Regions from separate parts of the Mus musculus genome. Here region 2 is linked to region 1. The links are chromatin contacts, called in public HiChIP or PLAC-seq maps. All regions are on one chromosome and are shown on one strand. Each heading gives the region's core, a stretch centred on a gene start, on an enhancer-like site or on the middle of the called end of the contact. The rest is flanking DNA. Distances are from core to core; before and after follow the strand shown.

Region 1 (4,462 bases), core at 1,363-3,862:
TTCTTTCTTTCTTTCTTTTTTATGTTTTTAAAGAAATAACTACCATGGTCTGCAGAGAAGGCTCAGCAGTTAAGAGCGCCGAATCTGGCAGGGCCTTGGTAGGGACAGAATGACTAGGCTCCTGCCCCTGCGATGGGGCAAGCAGGCCTGGGCCTCCAAGAGTGTTGATGGGTGCTGTGGGCAGAGGGCTTGTTTGCATATAATGTACACATTTTACATTCCTCCTTTAAGGAATGTCTTCCCTGTTGATGTTAATGACTCCATGATAATCTGGGAGGTGAAGGAGTGGCTAACGTCTCAGCAGAATGGTAAAGGCTAGGACCTGCAAGGACAGCCCTTAAGGCTGTGGAAAAGAATTCTAAAACCGTATGTTCAATACATATATATATATATATATATATATATATATATATATATATAATCTCTCAACTATGTAAAAAAATAAGGATGTGATATGAATATGAATTATATGAAGGGCTTCATGAATCTAAAGGGACAGAGGCAGATGCACTAAGAGCCAGCTTGTCAGAAAGATACTAAGGAAGGAGGCAAGGAGACTTGGTGGTCACAGGAGATCTCACGCAGCCTAGAGGTGGGTTTGTTTGTTTGTTTGGTTGGTTGGTTTTGGTGTTTGGTTTTTTTGAGACTGGGTTTCTCTGTATAGCCCTGGCTGTCCTGGAACTCACTCTGTAGACCAGGCTGGCCTCGAACTCAGAAATCCGCCTGCCTCTGCCTTCCAAGTGCTGGGACTAAAGGCGTGCGCCACCACCGCTGCCAGGCTAGGTTTTTTTAATCTATGCTGACAAAAGACAGACAGATTCCCGAGTTCAGGATCAGTTTGGGATGGAGCCAGGTTAGGCGTTGTAGTAGAAATGGTAATTCCGGGGCGTGGTCCCACCATCTGCATCTGTGCTTATAAGAGGCAGAAGATCTCTGAATTCTTTTGCAATGTTAAAAGGAAATGTGTGCTTGCAGTTCCTAAGAATTGAGGTTTAGGGCTGCAGGATGCAGATTCACAGGATAATCAAAAGGAAGCCTCAAGTGAAAGACTGGATTGATGTGCAAAAGACAAGACTGGGCTTCTGTTCTCCAGGAGAGGAGCTATTCTGAGAATTTTTTAGAATAGCAAGAGAGGGAGGGGAAACTAGGAAAGGGGATAACATTTGAAATGTAAATAAAGAAAAAAAGAAAAAGAACTGCTTGGAGAACTGTCTCCAGGAGAACCTAGGGAGAACTTTCAGGAGATCTCCTGAGAGGGCAGAGAGAAAGAAAGAACAGAGAGAAAGCAGGCTGGAAAGCTGTCTCTAGCAGAGCATTGGCCACTAGCTTGGGACCCACAGTTTGACTTCAGAACCCCTCTCCAAGCCCAGGCCGGCCCTTGTCATAAGAGCACTTCCTGACCTTGCGGAGGCGTGGGGTTAAGTTCTTGGCATCCACTTTGATGGCTCACAACCATCTGTAACCTCATTTCCAGGGGATCCCTAACCTTCTTCCAAGCTCTCAGAGCACCAGCCACAGATGTGGTCAGGCACACACATGCAGGCAGCCTACACATAAGGTAAATATGTCTAAATAGGAATTGGAAGAGAAATAAGTACTATTCTAAATTTTATGTTATCTTTGAATTCTTAGGGCTTAAGCATCTTATATATTTATAGTTTTACATCCTTTACATTTCATTTGGATGAAATAATATAATATGTACTCTGTGACTTGCCTCCTCTCATTCAACATTATATTCCTGAGATTTGCTGGTGCTGTTGTAGCTTCACTGTTAAATAGTATTCCATTCTATGCTGTAATCCATCATTCAACTACTGCTGGACCCTGGTGCTGCTTCTAATATTATGCTATTATAATTAGTGCCACTGTCACTGGGGACATAGCTTAGTGATAGAGTGCTTACTTAGCATTCGCAAAGGCCCTAGGGGCAATTCCCAGCACAATCAAAGTAAAACAGTCCCACTGAATTGGTTTGTTCTTTTGAGAGTTTCTCTAGGATGTGGCGTTGTTACATCACCTTCTGCTTGACTAGCTAGCGGATGCTGTCTTTCCAGTTATTGTCTCATTTTAGTACTCCCACTGGCAGGGCATTAAGAGTTTTTATTTCTCCACATAATTGACAAAATTCAGTATTATTGATAGTTTGCTTAATGTAAACTTGTACCTCTTTTTTCACTTTTTTGGGAGATGGGGGTCTCACTATGGCACCCAAGCTGGCCTGGAACTCACTAGCCTCAAGCCCCAGTCTTCCAAGTAGATACAACTACGGACACCTGTACCCAGTTACAATCAGGTCTCTTTTCTTCTCCTTCTCCTCCTCTTCCTCCTCCTCTTCCTCCTCCTCCTCCTTCCTCCTCCTCCTTCTTCTTTTTAAAGATTTATTTTATTTATATGAGCACACCATTGCTTTCTTCAGACACACCAGAAGAGGACACCAGATCCCATTAAAGATGGTTGTGAGCCACCACCATGTGGTTGCCAGGAATTGAAGTCAGGACTTCTGGAAGAGCAGTCGGTGCTCTTAACCTCAGAGCCATCTCTCCAGCCCTACATGTCTTAGTGTATCATTCCGCTGTGGTTAAATGTAGCTGAGCATTTCTCCTTGTTGCATTCCTTTCTCCTGGGAGCGTGCCAGTCAGCATTCAGGAATGTGCTAAACTTGGAAAGAGGAAAGGTTACTTTGTCTCAGTTTTGGAGGTTTCAGTCCTTTGCTGATTGGCTCTGCTGTTCTGGGCCTGTGCTAACACACAATGGTACAAACTACAGAAGAAGCACCGTCACTTCATGGCAAAGAGCAAAGGGAACCACATAAATGGAGGGAGCCCTTGATCTGTGCTTATATGCACACTGTACGCAAGTGAGCGAGCACACACAGACACACACACACACACACACACACATAAACGGAGGGAGAGGGAGCAAGAGTTAGCACCTCAGGAAGTGCTGGTTTCCCTTCTCGATGCTGTGTAGTGATGAGGCCTAGCTGCAGCCGGGGATTGATTGAACACACAGATGAAGACAACTGTAAGGAGGAAAAGAGAGCCAGAGTCCCTGAATTAAGTTAATCTCAAATCCGAATTTTTTCTTTTTTTTCTGGTTCTCTAAACTAATACTATGTTGTTTAAGTCAGAGTTTGGTAGTTCATTTGAAGGAAAATAAAAGTCTATGATACTATTTCCTTGATGGCCTCCTTCAAATCTATCATGCCAGTTAGGAGAGTCCTCCGTAAAGACACAGTTGTAGGGGTCCCAACAGTTTGGCCTGGTCAATCAGTTCCTGCAGTGTTGAAAGCAGAATAGGGTTTATTTTCAGTGTAGATGTACCAGCGACAATAAAGAGTCTAGTGACCTAAAATCTGTCTTTGAGGTGTAAGCAACAGCTCTGTGGCTATATATAGGGAGCGCCAAAGTCGAGGATTTATATAGCTAGTAATCCTGGGGAGACTGTGGTCTGGTTGGTTATTAGCCTGGGACTGGCCAGTGCCACGGAAGTCACTGCTGCTTGGGAGGCGGTTTCCATTTCTGTCAGATCTGTGATCCTAGGATTTAAGATAAAGCAGGGGAAGAGAGTAACTCAGAGAACAGGTCAGAGAGGGAGCCACACAGAATCAGGCCAGTGGCCGGGCCTTCTTCACTGTGTCTCTAGCAGAATCCTCTGGGTTTGTTACATATGAAGAATACCCTCGTTAGTGTGGTTTTAGTATTTTATTTTAAAAGCATGATTTAACTGTGGGAGTTATTGGCTCAGATGTTATAATCTTTTCATTGTAGTTTTGGAGACTGAACCCAGGGCTTCACACATGCCAGAAGAGCCCTCCTCCAGTGAGTTACACCTCGTGGGTTTGTCATATACAAGTTTTTAACACTGACATGCTCAATTCCTCTGTGAGTTCTCATTTTATCATTTATTGTATAGTTGGTGCCTGGAGCCTAGAAGGGTTTGGATACCATGTATTCCATGATGGCCTTGAACTCTCTGACCCTCCAGCTTCCATCTCTGAAGTGTTGGTATTTGTCTTAGATTAGGTTTCACTGCTATAAAGAAACACCCCATGAGCACAGCAACTCTTATAAAGAAAACATTAATTGGGGCTGGCTTACAGTTTCAGAAGCTTAGTGTTATCATCATGCAGGAAGCATGGCAGCATGCAGGAAGACAGTGCTGGAGGAGCCTAGAGTTCTACATCCTGATCTGTAGGCAGCAGCAGGAGACTATGTGCCACACTGGGTGTAACTTGAGCATATGAGACCTCAAAACCTGCCCCCACAATGACACACTTCCTCCAACAAGGCCACATCTACTCGATAAGGTCATGCCTCCTAATAGTGCCACTCCCTATGGCCAAGCATACAAACACATGAGTCTGTGGGGGCCATACCTATTCAAACTACCACAGTATTATATGTGTTTGCTACCATACCTGACTCCTTGTAACAGTTTTTTAATCTAAAAGCATTTG
Region 2 (4,249 bases), core at 73-2,572, 380 kb before region 1:
AAGAAGGAGGAATGAGGGGCATGGAGAAGTGACAGGGGAGCCTCCTCAGGGCACACCCTATCCTTCAGAAGGCGGGGGGGGGGGGCGAGGGGGGGAGGGCTCCTCTCAGCCCCCACACCCCAGCACCTAGGAAGCTGCATCCAGGCTCCAGTGGAGATGCTGGCTGTACAGGGTTATAAGAGAGCTGTCCACTGTCACTAGCTGTGTGCCCTGGGAATCATGGCTTAGGAGACACTACTTCTGTGGCGCCCACACAGGTGAACACTGCTGTAACCTGCTTCTCTCAGCCTGCCTCTGCCTGGGTCTTGATCCTTCATGTGAGGTCTGCTGCTGTTCTGAGCCAGGACTTTACCTGTTTGCCACAGGATTGGGTTTCTCTCCCTCCGAGAGCCGAGAACTCTAGGAGAATGCACTGCTTCATAGGCTCAGTGCCTGAATATCCTTGTCCTCTGACCTTTACTGCGTGCCCCAAGTCCTTCGGCTGTTAGGGCGTGGCACAGAGTCCCCTTAACCTTGAGCCTTGTTCTCTTGGAGGCCATGGGGGAGGGGAGAATCAGGTTTCTAGTACCAACCCCAAAGTTGTCCTGGCAACAGTGAGGTGAGGGTGATGGGCCTGCTTCCTTGGGGAGCAGCTCAGTGGGGAAAGATGGTTGGTGTGGGCAGAGAGCAGCGCACCTCCTCTCTCCACAGGGGTGTGGCCTCTTCCTCTTGGCACTGGACCTCAGTATCCCCAGTGTTGAAATTCCAGTGTTGAAATTGGGTGGGTCACCTGATAGGGCCACAGAGCATTAATTTGGAAATACACTTTCATTTTAATTTGGAAATACACTTTCATTTTAGCCTCTAAACAGAAACACTCTTTTTTTGTTTTGTTATTTTTTGTTGTTGTTTTTCGAGACAGGGTTTCTCTGAGTAGCCCTGGCTGTCCTGGAACTCACTCTGTAGACCAGGCTGGCCTCGAACTCAGAGATCTGCCTGCCTCTGCCTCCCGAGTGCTGGGATTAAAGGTGTGCGCCACCATGTCGGGCCAGAAACACTCTTGAATACAGTTAATATCCTTAGCTTTTGTTTTAGCTTTGAAATCCCTTGATGTGAGGAAAGCCAGAAGGCGCCTCCCCTTGTTGTACGTGTTGTACGATGAATACTGGTTTCTCTGTGGCTTTAGTTTCCACCACTTGGACTTTACAGGGTGTTCTTCATGCCAGTATTTCAGAACCTAGCAAGGCACATCCCTGCTTCAGGCAGCTGGGGCGAGGGGGCTCCTGGTGAGGAGGGCTCTGTTGTGCTGTGACTCCTCCAGGCAGCAGTGATGACGTCAGCACTTTTAAGCCACTCCTCCTACTGAGCCCTGCCTCCCAAGCCCTGTCTACCTGAAGTCTGTCTTCTGAGCCTCTGCTGGCTCAGCAGCTTTCCAGTCTTGACCACCACTGCTGGCGTCATATCCTTCAGCATATCCTGTGGTCTGTGGCCACAGCTGGGAGCATCTCCTGTCTGGCTGTGGCTAGTAATCCAGGTAGTCTATTAAATGCATAATTAATAATTAGAAATGTCTACATCCTCTATGGCAACCTGGGCTTTTTACTACCTTGCCAAGTGTCTGTAAATTTTTCCTGTTTGAGACGAGTCTTACTCTGTGGCCCAGGCTAGCCTTGAACTCATAGCACTCCTGCCTTAGCCTTCCGATTGGGCATCACAGGTGTGAATGAGCCACCATGCTGGGTTTCAGAGTGAGACATAGATTCTCATTCTAGTTGAACCATTTGTCGCTTGGCCCTGAGAAGTTACTTATGTGCTCTGAGCCCCAGCTTCTCTGTGAAGTGGTAATAGAGAATAGGATGGTTAAGAAGTCCATGAGAGCCTGGAGAGATGACTCAGTGGTTAAGAGCATCTACCGTCATTGCAGATGACCTGAGTTCATGGTCCTAACACCCATCCATCCAGTCAGGGGACCCACAACTGCCTGTAACTCCGGGGAATCTAATGCCTTCTTGTCTGCAGGCTTCTGCATGCATATACATATACTGGCAGGTAGACAGACAGACAGACAGACAGACAGACACACACACACACACACACACACACACACACACACACACAAACAGAGTAAGCATACATTTTAATTCAGATCACTAGTATCCAGGGCCACCTTCCACGAGGACATGGTTCTGAGCATAGATTCTGTGGGGGTGGCTGGCAGAAAATACATCCGTATGAGCTACAGAGCAGGGAAAGGAACTTACCAGGCACCACAGGTAGACGGAAGTTGGTATCAGTATCTTGGGCCAGGGAAAGCTTTCTTGAGGTAATGTGGAGTGGAGACCTGCAGGTGGTGAGCAGCAAGCCATGGGGAGGGTGGCAGCATGGGAAAGAACCTGGGGTGAATCCACAGGACACATGGAACACAGTGCTAGGAACAGAAGGAGATGGGGATGGGGTGTGTCCATCGGCAGGAACACAGGACAGTGGAACAGGAGAGGGAGGGAGGCAGAGATCCTGTGAGCCACAACCTGGAGCCTGCAGTCCTGGAGAGAGCCTTGGCTTTGTGCTGAGGAGAGCTAGGATTAGCCATCCCAGGAATTCAAACAGTGTAGCTATTGATGGGGAAGAGATAGCCAAGGAAGCAGGGAGATCAGAGGGATATGGTAGCCCAGATCAGGACCTTGATGGTAGAAGCTAAGTGCTTTACAGCTAGGTGAACCAGAGAGTGGGGAATTGAGGATAGAGAGGGAGTATTGGGGGTTATTGGAGAGGTGGACATCCCACATGGGCATTCTCAGTGAATTAACCACACAGCTGGTAGGTTTGAGGGCTGAGAACCATGTTAGTAAACTCTTGCATGGGCCCTGCTGGGTAAGAGGGTATATAGGGCCTCCTAATATGTTGGTGGGCTCAGTGGAAGCTGTTGGTCATGCAGCTCCTGGCAAGCCTTTGATTGCATCCACCAGGGTCTTATGATAGGCAGGTTTCTCCTGAAAGGCCTTCCTCCAGCCTTCTCTCTGTCCCAGGGTCACTGGGGCTTAGCAGAAGCTACCCAGAAGGGTACGGCCATTGCCTCACCATTCTAGTCAGGAGTTCTGTTGCATGTATGGTATAGAACATGATATGATGCATCCAAATTAATGAAGGAGGCCTGAAGTATAGGAACTTCGATCTGTGTGGGTCACACGTGAGATAAACAGGGTCCTGTGACTTGGTTAGATATGCACTAAGAAAGAAGAGTTCGGAGTGTAAAATAAAGGCGAAGGATCCAGGAAAAGCAGAGGGACTCGAGACTCGGCAGGTGGCTATAGAAATACTTAGTGTTTGGACCTGGTCCTAAAACGTACTGATTCTTAGGGCTGGAGAGATGGCTCAGCAGGTAGGTGCAACTATTGATCTTGGAGAATGTTGTGGGAAATATTAAAAAAGAATGGCACCATCCCACACCATACTCAGCTACTCTCTGCTCATGGTCTCATCACCCCTAGGCTATCCCCATGCAGTGGCCAATCGTGGTTCTCTTGCTGCGGATTCTGCTCACATTCCCAGCCATCCAGCCACTGTGGTCAGCAGTCCTAAATCCCAGTAACAAGGCAAAATCAAAACTCTAGAGGCTTGACATTTGTAAGTCAAATTTATATCAGTAAATTTTCACCCCACAAAAGGCCCATACAGTGAATTCAGAGCCAATCAATATTGTTATAAATCGCTCACCTAGATAAGACAAATTGTTCTGTAGTTATTCATCCCTTATATGATATGCATAGCTATCTCTGGCTACTTAAAGCCACACAGAATCTTGTCTTCCTCTCCCTCCATAGTCTTTTCTTTTCTCTCTGTCCTCTTCTCTTCATCTCCTTCTTCTCCCCCAAACTTTTCAGCTTCACCTTCCCTTCCACTGTCCAGTGGCTCTAGCCTTTATTTTATAAGTTAAGGTGGGGAGAAGGTTCACAAGAAGTCACCTTAGAGCCGGGCGTGGTGGCGCACGCCTTTAATCCCAGCGTTCGGGAGGCAGAGGCAGGTGGATTTCTGAGTTCGAGGCCAGCCTGGTCTACAGAGTGAGCTCCAGGACAGCCAGGGCTACACAGAGAAATCCTGTCTCGAAAAAACAAAAAAACAAAACAAAACAAAAAAAAAGAAGTCACCTGAGTACATGATTCACTCCTTGTCTGCAGCCCCTCCTGGGCAAATGGAATTAGCACCAAAATGCAAACAGCACCAGGACTGTCTGCCACAGGAGAAGGCCTGCGTTCCCTTCCCAGCGCCTATC

What was found. HiChIP or PLAC-seq counts read pairs in DNA pulled down with a chosen protein or histone mark.
Region 2: a contact with region 1 is called in an H3K27ac HiChIP or PLAC-seq map of embryonic stem cells, with 5 times the contacts expected there. The contact joins two enhancer-like sites. A contact is called at or near these places in 3 of 15 datasets of contacts at CTCF or cohesin (embryonic stem cells, large pre-B cells and pro-B cells), 2 of 484 Hi-C or Micro-C datasets (embryonic stem cells and nephron progenitors) and 5 of 115 datasets of contacts at active chromatin or transcription factors (all in embryonic stem cells).

What each region holds. Positions count from the first base shown.
Region 1 is chr12:4,556,204-4,560,665 of GRCm38.p6, forward strand. All of the region lies in intron 1 of Gm46332 (a long non-coding RNA gene), which reads right to left. Among named protein-coding and RNA genes, the nearest start is that of Gm46332, 11 kb to the right of the region's middle. Within about 2 kb of position 2,613, at least 88 of the 459 cell types and tissues checked have an H3K27ac peak or open chromatin away from gene starts, as enhancers often do. A contact at or near this core is called in embryonic stem cells, where this site is marked.
Region 2 is chr12:4,179,344-4,183,592 of GRCm38.p6, forward strand. All of the region lies in intron 2 of Adcy3 (adenylate cyclase 3), which reads left to right. Among named protein-coding and RNA genes, the nearest start is that of Adcy3, 47 kb to the left of the region's middle. Within about 2 kb of position 1,323, at least 28 of the 459 cell types and tissues checked have an H3K27ac peak or open chromatin away from gene starts, as enhancers often do. A contact at or near this core is called in embryonic stem cells, where this site is marked.